2 separate regions of the Bombyx mori genome follow, and region 2 is linked to region 1. The links are chromatin contacts, called in public Hi-C maps. All regions are on one chromosome and are shown on one strand. The core of a region is the stretch at or near the end of the contact, and the rest is flanking DNA. Distances in the headings are between cores, read along the strand shown. Region 1 holds the start of LOC101742952. Region 2 holds the start of LOC101737923 (UBA-like domain-containing protein 1).

Region 1 (4,594 bases), core at 702-3,201:
GACAGATCGGGACCCACCCCCGTCAGATGCTGGACGATGCGGGCGGCCACCACCCGCTCGAGCAGTTTTCCCGCCTCGTCCAGCAACACGATGGGACGATACCCCGCAGGTGAGTCCGCAGGGCGTCCCTCCTTCCTCAGCAGAACAAGTCTGCCCGTCTTCCACTGCTTTGGAAACCATCCCGACTCGAGGCAGGCTTCAAAGAGCCGCACGAGCCGGTCCCCAAGGGCACCGAAGGCCAAATCCCAAACCCGACCGTGAACACCGTCAGGGCCGGGGGCCGCGTCTTTCCTCCGCATCCTCGACACGGCCGCACGAATCTCCTCCTCCGAGATGCTCGGAGGGACCACCTCAGCAGGGGCATCACCGCCCACGTCATTGCGTGGCGGCACGCCCATGAAGGGGGGCTCGAAGTCCCTCTCCATCCGCGGGAACAGCCCGGAGACAATATCCCGCAGCTGCTGAGGCTGGAGACGCTCCGTCACCGGGAGCGTCCACGGTCGCAATTTCTTGCGTACCGTCTGGTACGGGCGCCCCCAGGGATCCTGATCGAGCGTCTCCAGGAGCGTCTTCATGCTCTGAGACTTGGCCTCGCCGATGGCCCGCCGCAGAGCCTCCTGCTTCTCACGGCAGTCGGCATGCAGGCGGGCCGCCACCTCCGCGAAATCTGTATCGCGAAGACGGCGACGGCGGTGGCGGGCGCTTCGGCGGCGTGCCCGCACGCACTCCTCTCTGAGGAGTGCGATCGCGGGCGTCCACCAATACGCACCGCCACGTGAAGCGCGACCGCTGACCCGGGGCATCGCAGCATCGCAGACGCGACGCATCGTACCCCGGAACCAGTCGGCCTCCAACTCCACGTCCACTAGACGCGCGGGCATCGGCGCCCACGCGGCCACAGTGGCCGCCTCCACCGCGAGCACCTTATTCAGGCGCTTCAGTGCCCATCGCGGGAATAATCGGGGGGTACTACGCGGGAGCTCCTCCTCGCCGCGGGCGTCTTCGGCCGGCGCGTTCAACGAGGTGGAAACGGAGAGCTCGAATCGGACAAACCGATGGTCCGAGAGCGTCTCCGCCCCCTCGAGGACACGCCAGCCACGGACACGGCGCGCGGCGGACGGAGACGCGAACGACACGTCCACGTGTGATTCCCCGTTCCACCGCACGCAGGTCGCGACCGAACCTCTGTTTAGAAGACAGAGGCCGGTCGCGAAGGCCCACTCCGACAGGAACTCGCCACGCGAGTCCGTGCGGGGGGAGCCCCACGCTGTGCATTTAGCATTGAGGTCCCCCGCTAACGGTTTTTATCACCTAGGTACGTTCAAGACTCAACTTATTTCTTTGGTTGAGCAGTGACTATTTAATTGGAACTATGTTAAAATTCAATCTGAAGTTCGATTTTGTCCCTATTTACCCCATTTTACGGTACCTAGTAGTAGTTTTATTTTTCCAACTGAGAAGGCAAAGGTATAATACCATAAAGTCTCTTTCTGGTCGTTCCCTCAATGCTGAGGATCGTAACTGTATGTCAATCTTCTCCACTAGGTCCGGTTCTGCGTCATATGTACCGCTCCTTGTATCTGGCCTCCAGTAGCCTCCTTGAGTTGGTCCACCCAAAATAATCCACCTAAAAGTCCACCTAAAATTAGATCCATACAGCCTATTCTTTTATATATAATGCATTTTATATGAAAAATTATATTATGAAAAAAAGTTGATTAATTTAATTAATATGAAACATGGCATGAAATGAAATTAAATGAGATGAAATGATATGGGATGAAATATAATCTCAGTAAAATGGTTTTGGCGGTAAAAAGGCCTCGTGTCACAGACTATATCCTTTTTCCCACATCTCGTGCGTTCCGGCTTACGCATAATAAAACGCCACATGGTGGACATTTACTGAAATTAAAATAAGACATGACTTAATGGTCTTAGTTACCAGGTCATAAAATCCCATAAAAATCTATTTTGTTTTATCTGTCTCCACTTTTTATGTTTTTCAATGGACGAAATAGACAAGTTAAAGTAGATAAACGACGCGTACTTGACTTGGTGCGACTGAATATATTTAAGTTAGACACTTATAAACCAATGTTATTTTCTTAAAAGTCAAAATGATAAATAGTTATGACAGATTACTTAAATCGTAAAGCCTAAACCGTAAACTTCATCAATTACCATTTAATTTTATGGAGGTTACCATCTAACGTAGCGCAAATATAAACTTTTCAATAGTATTTCGGGCTATCTCCAACTGCGAAATGGATGTCGTGGAAAACTCTGTGTGTTCTACTGTAGAAGATAACGAAAAGATTAAAAACACTAATACAGATAGAGAAGAGATCGTCCAAACTTCGGGAGGATCTAATGTGTGTCAGAAAACGAACGGCGTCGCTGAGACCGACGAGTCCGCTGTAGATTGTTCAGTTCCTGCAGAGGTTTTAGAAATCGCTGTGATTAACCCAGACATTGAAGTTCAATGTGAAAATAATCAAGATGAAGTCATTCCAGAGCCTGGCAATTCAGAATCAGTCATCAATGACACAAGTGCTTCAGACATAATACCATGCGAATGTGATCCTGCACCAGTAGTAGCTGCTGCTATTCCTACAGATACAGATTCCAATGAAAATAATGTTGAAAAGTCACTTTCTGAAGTACTGGATCAAGAAGTAGAGAGCACAGTTGAACTGGAGAGTGTGGTAGATATAGGCTCTGACAGGGTCGCTTTTGAGACTGAGATCCTAGTTGAAGAAAATGTAAATGATTCAAATGAATCTAAGATTGATGAAATTGTTAAATTAAGACAGGGAACACCTGACCTTTTGAATGAATTAGATCAAAATATTGAATTTAGTGAAGCATTACGCTCAACTGACATTACTGGAAATGGAGTCAATAATAATACTACACCTGTAGAAGAAGTATATAATAAAAAAGAGTTATTGGATATTTTGAAGGGTAATGATGCTGAAGAATGTAAACCTGTCATCACTCGTGTCAGTGTAGATAAATTGACTGAAACAGAAAAAGCCCTTCAACAACTGTCACGTCTTAAGAAGCAAAAAAAAACTAAAAGTAATGTGAAAGTATCAATCAGGTGCAAGAGTGAACGCAAAGAAATAGTTGCTAAAAAAGAACCAGAGGTAAAAAAAGAATACAGTATAGTCAAAGCCCTTGTTAAAGATTGGGATGATGAAGAACCACCCGAAGGTGAACAGTTAAATCAAATAATAAAAGAGAATCAAAGTTTAGATGTGGAGCCCCAAGATATTGTAGTCATTGAGGAAGAGGAAACCAAACAAAACCAAACTGTGTTACGAACATCAGTTGATTCTGCTGAAGAGACCACAAATCTTAATCCCAGCAAGAGTGGTGATGAAAATTCTGCACAACCTCAACGTAGACTAAGCAGAATCATTAAGAAAAAAGTTATTTTTGATCCTGACAATCCAGACACATTTACAAAAGTTAAATCATTATCTAAAAACAAAGAATTGTCAGCTGATAAAGATCAAATTGTTGTTAAAAAACCGAAAATGGATATTGTATACTCTAGACCAAAGTCTAAATCTCCAGTTTCTAAAATGCAATGGAAAAAGCCATCTTCTAAAAATAGCAAACAATGTAAGAGGCTGTCAGAAGTTGATAAATTATTAATGGATGAAGGTGCAGTTAACATGATTTATCAACTGACTCCTGAAGCACCTAAAGGCAAAAAAAACATGAAAACAAAAGCAGAATTCATTAAGAAAATACAGAGTACTACTCCTGACTCTAAGGAAATGAAGTTTAGAGAAAGAAAAAAAGAATTGAAAGGAGAAGTAGGTGAAGCCAAGAAGATATTAGGTGGCAAATATAGGAGTTCAATCGGCAGTTCAGTCAAATCTCCTTCAATGAATGAAGATTTTGAAGCACACAGTGCTGACGATTCCATTATTTATCGCCGACACTCATCTAGCTCTTACTCAAGTTCGTGTATGAGCCCTCGGAGACTTAGTGACGTTGAGGGAAGTGTTATACAAGTTACAACAAGCCATTCAATGCTGCAACACACTGAAACTGAGACGCAACCAAATAATGATGCAGAAAGCAAAAACTCTGTCTCTGAACCATTCTTAGAAGATCAAAATGTCATTCCAAAACAAATAAATAAAGATGATTGTTTGTCAATTAAAGAAAAACTAAATACCAAATTGTCCCTTGCTTTGAATAAGAGAAAAAGAGAAATTGTTAAAACGGAGAAACCGAGTAAACAAAGAAAAACTATAAAAAGTCAAGAGAAAGTCATAAACAGGGAAATAGTCCATAGCTTTAAGTATGTCTCTGTTCAAATTGATCAGAGATTTGGTGAAATATGTATCCTTGATTCCGGGACCAATTTTAATATAGAGGTAAACATTTATCATAGACTACTTTATATATATATAAACCTTAATATGAAATTCGCTATATAATTTGCCCTTCCTTTCTAATAACAAAAATACATTAAAATCTAATATGTTTTATGAAAGTCCTTGAAAGGCTTGTAGAGAGTATTAAGCAGTAGGCAGCGGCTTGGCTTTGCCCCTGGCATTGCTGAAGTCCA
Region 2 (4,776 bases), core at 828-3,327, 620 kb after region 1:
GAAATTCGACTATAATTAATTAGAATTTTAAGCTTGTACACTATTATGATTGTATTTTATACTTGTATAATCACAAATTTCGCCAAGACTACACTATAAAAAATATTAACAAAGACAAACAATATTTAATCTATTCTCAATTTGACCACAGACGTCAAGAACAAAAGTTTGACAATAAATAGTATGCATGCGTGTGTGCGTCAAATACATGGTATGTAGTGTGTGTAATGTCATTATTTTAAAAAAATATTAGCATTGTGCACTTATTCTCTATATTCTCTATAAGTGTGGAAAATTTCATACTCCTCCGTTCGCGCAATTTTCGTAAAAAGGGATACAAAGTTTTTGCTTCACGTGTTAATATATAGATAATATAATGATTGATATAGTGGCAAAAATTATGATTTTTAGCTTTTATCATTAGTGATAATAAAAAACATGAAAATAAAGTATTCCTTTAAATATATTCTTAGTAAAATATATTATTCCTTATAAAACTGTATAAACTATTTTATGTGTATATTTATGTATGTATGTATATGTGATTGTGTATATTCATTTATTATGTTTCTATATTTATATGAAATAAATTTTATTGTTATGATAAACATAATTAAAAAATTTAAAATACCTAACCAATTTTCTACCCATCTTCCACTGAGCCCATTATTTATATGAGACAACCTTGTTTAACACTGTTTCATATTATGCTCTAGTTTGGTGGAAAACGTAACTCTGCATTAAGCTGGGTCTTACTGTATGTCACTTTCATCTGCTGGCGTGAATTGTAAGACTGTAAGCATGGTTTTCACCATCCTTACTATCATTTGTTGTGAAGCAATTATGTCTATGGGCTCTGGTTATCAGACTACATGTGTACTTCTGTAAAATGTGACATTTCTAATCTATATGAGAAGAGAAGCTGCAATGTAGAATGTACGTCTAATGAATGCTGATCATACTTCACTGTAATGATAACAAAATATTTAGAATTCAAACATAATTATGCTAACTATTCAACTAAAACCTAATTTGCATGTAAAACACCAAACAGAACTAGTCATGAAATTTTTTATATACATTGATTATTTTTACGTTTAGTTTCAAAATTAAGCCATATTTTATGTCTCTTGCGAAATTAAATTATCCTATTGAAACATTTTAATCAATTTCAAATTTATGTATAATATTTTTTAAATAAATAGCGCAGACAATGTAATGTAACACCTTAGCAATTGCGTGTAACTTCATCAATATCAACATGTCAAAATGAAAAAATAGACAAACTTAGATGATGTACAATAAGACTGCCATGTGATTATCGTTATTTATTACTTAATAACAAAGTATTTATCATTTAACTATATAACTCAATAAGTTAGAAAATTACGCAATATAATAGATATTAACTGAAACGATCACACAGAGAAAACCTATGGTAAACTTTGAAGGCTATTTTATAAATCAAAATAGTGGAGCAGCCATTTCATGTACATACTGTTTGTTTACATAAATATAATATTCACCTCAAATTGCCAGTGAGCCGCTTGTAACAATTGTTTAGCTTGTTCTTGAGCACAGCCTGCGGCCAATACAAATTGATTTATCATTACTTGCTCTCTTAAAGTTGAATCCATTTTAGTTTTTGTGAACTAAAAATATAAAGTCTGTCCGGTCTGCTCGATCAAGAAATAACAAATAAACTGAATTATAAAAAAAAATTATGACTACGATCAGCTCTTTGTCAGGCCCATTAAAATTTTCTTAAGAGCGAAAGAGATACAAGCAAAAGTTTACCAACTTTCAATGTACAGTTTGATTTGGTTGCTTAATCCGTTGTTTTCCATGCAGTTTGTGCCAGTAAGCATTATTTTATAAGAATTTCATGGCCTGGATTCTAGTCTTTTAGCCTGCATTCTTAAACACTTTGTCTATATGAAAAATTTATCGGAGCCGTTTTTTCATCGATTACACTTAAATTGATCAACTTTTCACTGTATTTTTTAAAGAAATTTATGTGGTTTTGAATTTTGAAAGGGTAACATTGACTTATAAAATATAAGAAGTGAACGTATTGTAGATTATTTTAGTATACATTTGTCAGTATTTTTTTTATGACTTTAGTCAGTTAAACAGCAGTATGAATTTATGCTATGTTTACTGGGGCTTAGTCTCAAATTTGGGATTTTTGGCGTTTGAAAATTGAAACTATTTATTTCACCTTTTAGAAAAATCTTTGTTGTAACATGAAAATATTAAAAATTTTGAAGAAATACAACTTTACTTATCAAATCTACATTGACAGCCCAGGTATATAACTTTCGCCTTACAATTTTTGGTTTTCCCTATAAACATTTAAATTTATTGATATGTGGCGCCTTTTAAGTTTTGCTACAACCAGTATTACACACAGTGTTGTGATCTGTGGTAGAGTCAAAACACCCGCAAAAATTAAATCACGTTTATACTCCGGCGCTCCCAATATTTAAATCATAATATGTTGTAACTATATGAACATGGACGTGGTCCTCCCATAGGTACCCCCAAATATTATCATCATCATTATCTTTAGTCCACGGACGTCCACTGCGAGACATTGACCTCTTCCAAGGTTTGCCAGAATTATAGAAGTCGAAGTGGTAGTGGGGCAGTACAATGAATACACATATAGTTTTTTAAAATACGAGTTTAATATTGTGATTTAGATAGAATACGCTTGGAAAATAGCTTGCCAATTTCCCCCAATTTGTGATTCTGGGCTACAACAGTGTCACAGTACACCTAGTAAATTAATAGCTATTACATTATTTAATCGTCCATTTTTTATTAGGTGTATTTTATTATCTATGGTTTAAGTGACAGTTGACAGTGCAGAAATATTTAAAACCCGTTAATGTCTATAGTCTATAAATTGTTGTAAACCTCGGCGAGGTAATAATAAAATTCAATACCGTCTACATACAAAAAACAATTTAACACAGCATTTAATTAAACAACAATATTTTGATAGTACATTAAAGAAGTTTAAAATTATAAATCTACTTACTTACTGACTAATGTATTTAGTGCAAATAGTGCTTTTATTTTCATCGAAAAACTAATGCCATATATCATGTTATTCATTACGAAAAAAATGTATTGGTGTGCAGGAATAATAACGTTATTAAGTGCCTCTGTGGTTGCAAGTGTTGAAACAAATACTCCAAACAAAAACAGTGAAAGTAAAAATTATTCAATTCTTGTGGACAAGAGCAATAACTATTACGAGATTTTATCAAGGCCAAAAAGGCTTAGTGAGCGGAACCTTTCTAGTACTAGTGAAATAAGTATGAATGTTAATCAAACAGTCGATTCAACAACTCCAAGTTCAACCGAAAAATCGAATATAGTTTACGAAATAGGACCATCAAATTCTTCAATACTGGCAGTAGTTCAAGTTAATGCTTCGGCTGCGACACCCAATGCCTCTGTTAATCCATCAGACGCTGCTCCTCTTCCAGAAAAAAGCTCAGCTGAAGATGAACATAATAGCTCAATGGCAATATTTTTCGTACTCTGTATTTTGGCCTTAGGTATACTGTTAATACATTTAATGTTACAAACAGGATTTTCTTATCTCCCTGAAAGTGTGGTTATAGTATTTCTTGGTGCTCTCATTGGAATGATAATAAATCTTATGTCGATAAAAAATATTGCCAATTGGAGAAAGGAAGAAGCATTTTCACCAACAGCTTTCTTTTTAGTGTTGCTACCACCCATCATATTTGAATCGGGTTATAATCTCCACAAAGGCAACTTTTTTCAAAATATTGGTTCAATATTGTTATTTGCTATCGTAGGAACTGCAATATCAGCATTTGTAATTGGAGCTGGTATCTACTTATTGGGTTTGGCTCAGGTTGTATATAAACTTAGCTTTGTTGAGTCATTTGCTTTTGGATCCCTGATATCTGCTGTGGATCCAGTCGCCACTGTGGCTATATTTCACGCTCTAGATGTTGACCCAGTTCTCAACATGTTGGTATTTGGGGAGAGTATATTAAATGATGCTGTGGCTATTGTGTTGACAACAGCCGTTCTGGATTCCAATGACCCTTTCATGTCTACAGGAGAGGCAATTCTCTCTGCAATTAATCGATTTTGGTTAATGTTCTTTGCATCAGCTGGCATTGGTGTACTTTTTGCACTTGTGAGTGCCTTACTCTTGAAACATGTTGATCTCAGAAAGAATCCATCTCTTGAGTTTGGAATGATGTTGGTATTCACATATGCTCCTTATGTGTTAGCTGAAGGCATTCACTTGTCAGGTATGAGTTAAATTCAGTTCTTTAATTTTAAACAGAGTTGTAACTCATATTTTTCAGTAACAGGATTTTGTTTTCAGGGATTATGGCTATACTGTTTTGTGGTATTGTGATGTCTCATTACACTCATTTTAATTTATCCACAATTACTCAAGTTACAATGCAACAAACAATGAGAACTCTTGCATTCATCGCGGAAACATGTGTTTTTGCATATTTAGGACTTGCTCTATTCAGGTATGTGTATACATTTATATCTACAGTGAATTCATTTATCTTCTGTATTGTTAAATGATGTAGCATTAGGTTTTAACAAAAAAAGGAAATGCTTCCTATATTAGTACCAAATATATTAGTAATAAAAATTATGAATTCTGAACTATGTTAAAATTGCCATAAGTTAAAATAAGTTTGTGTTAAAATCAATATCAACATTTGACCGATAATTGAATTTATTGTGAAATAAATTTTT

The links. A called contact is a pair of places that touch in the nucleus more often than the background predicts.
Region 2: a Hi-C map of posterior silk gland shows a contact between it and region 1, with 2.2 times the contacts expected there. The contact joins the promoter of LOC101737923 here to the promoter of LOC101742952 in region 1. A contact is called at or near these places in 2 of 7 Hi-C or Micro-C datasets (middle silk gland and posterior silk gland).

The regions. Positions count from the first base shown.
Region 1 is chr11:11,779,190-11,783,783 of ASM3026992v2, forward strand. LOC101742952 reads left to right here and starts at 1,952. Exons shown (of 5, transcript XM_012694959.4): 1 at 1,952-4,400. The coding sequence starts at 2,268.
Region 2 is chr11:12,395,522-12,400,297 of ASM3026992v2, forward strand. LOC101737923 (UBA-like domain-containing protein 1) reads right to left here and starts at 2,078. Exons shown (of 4, transcript XM_004931422.5): 1 at 1,527-2,078. The coding sequence starts at 1,637. It overlaps LOC101737790 (sodium/hydrogen exchanger 8), which reads left to right. Exons shown (of 7, transcript XM_062671186.1): 2 at 4,385-4,541. The coding sequence starts at 4,390.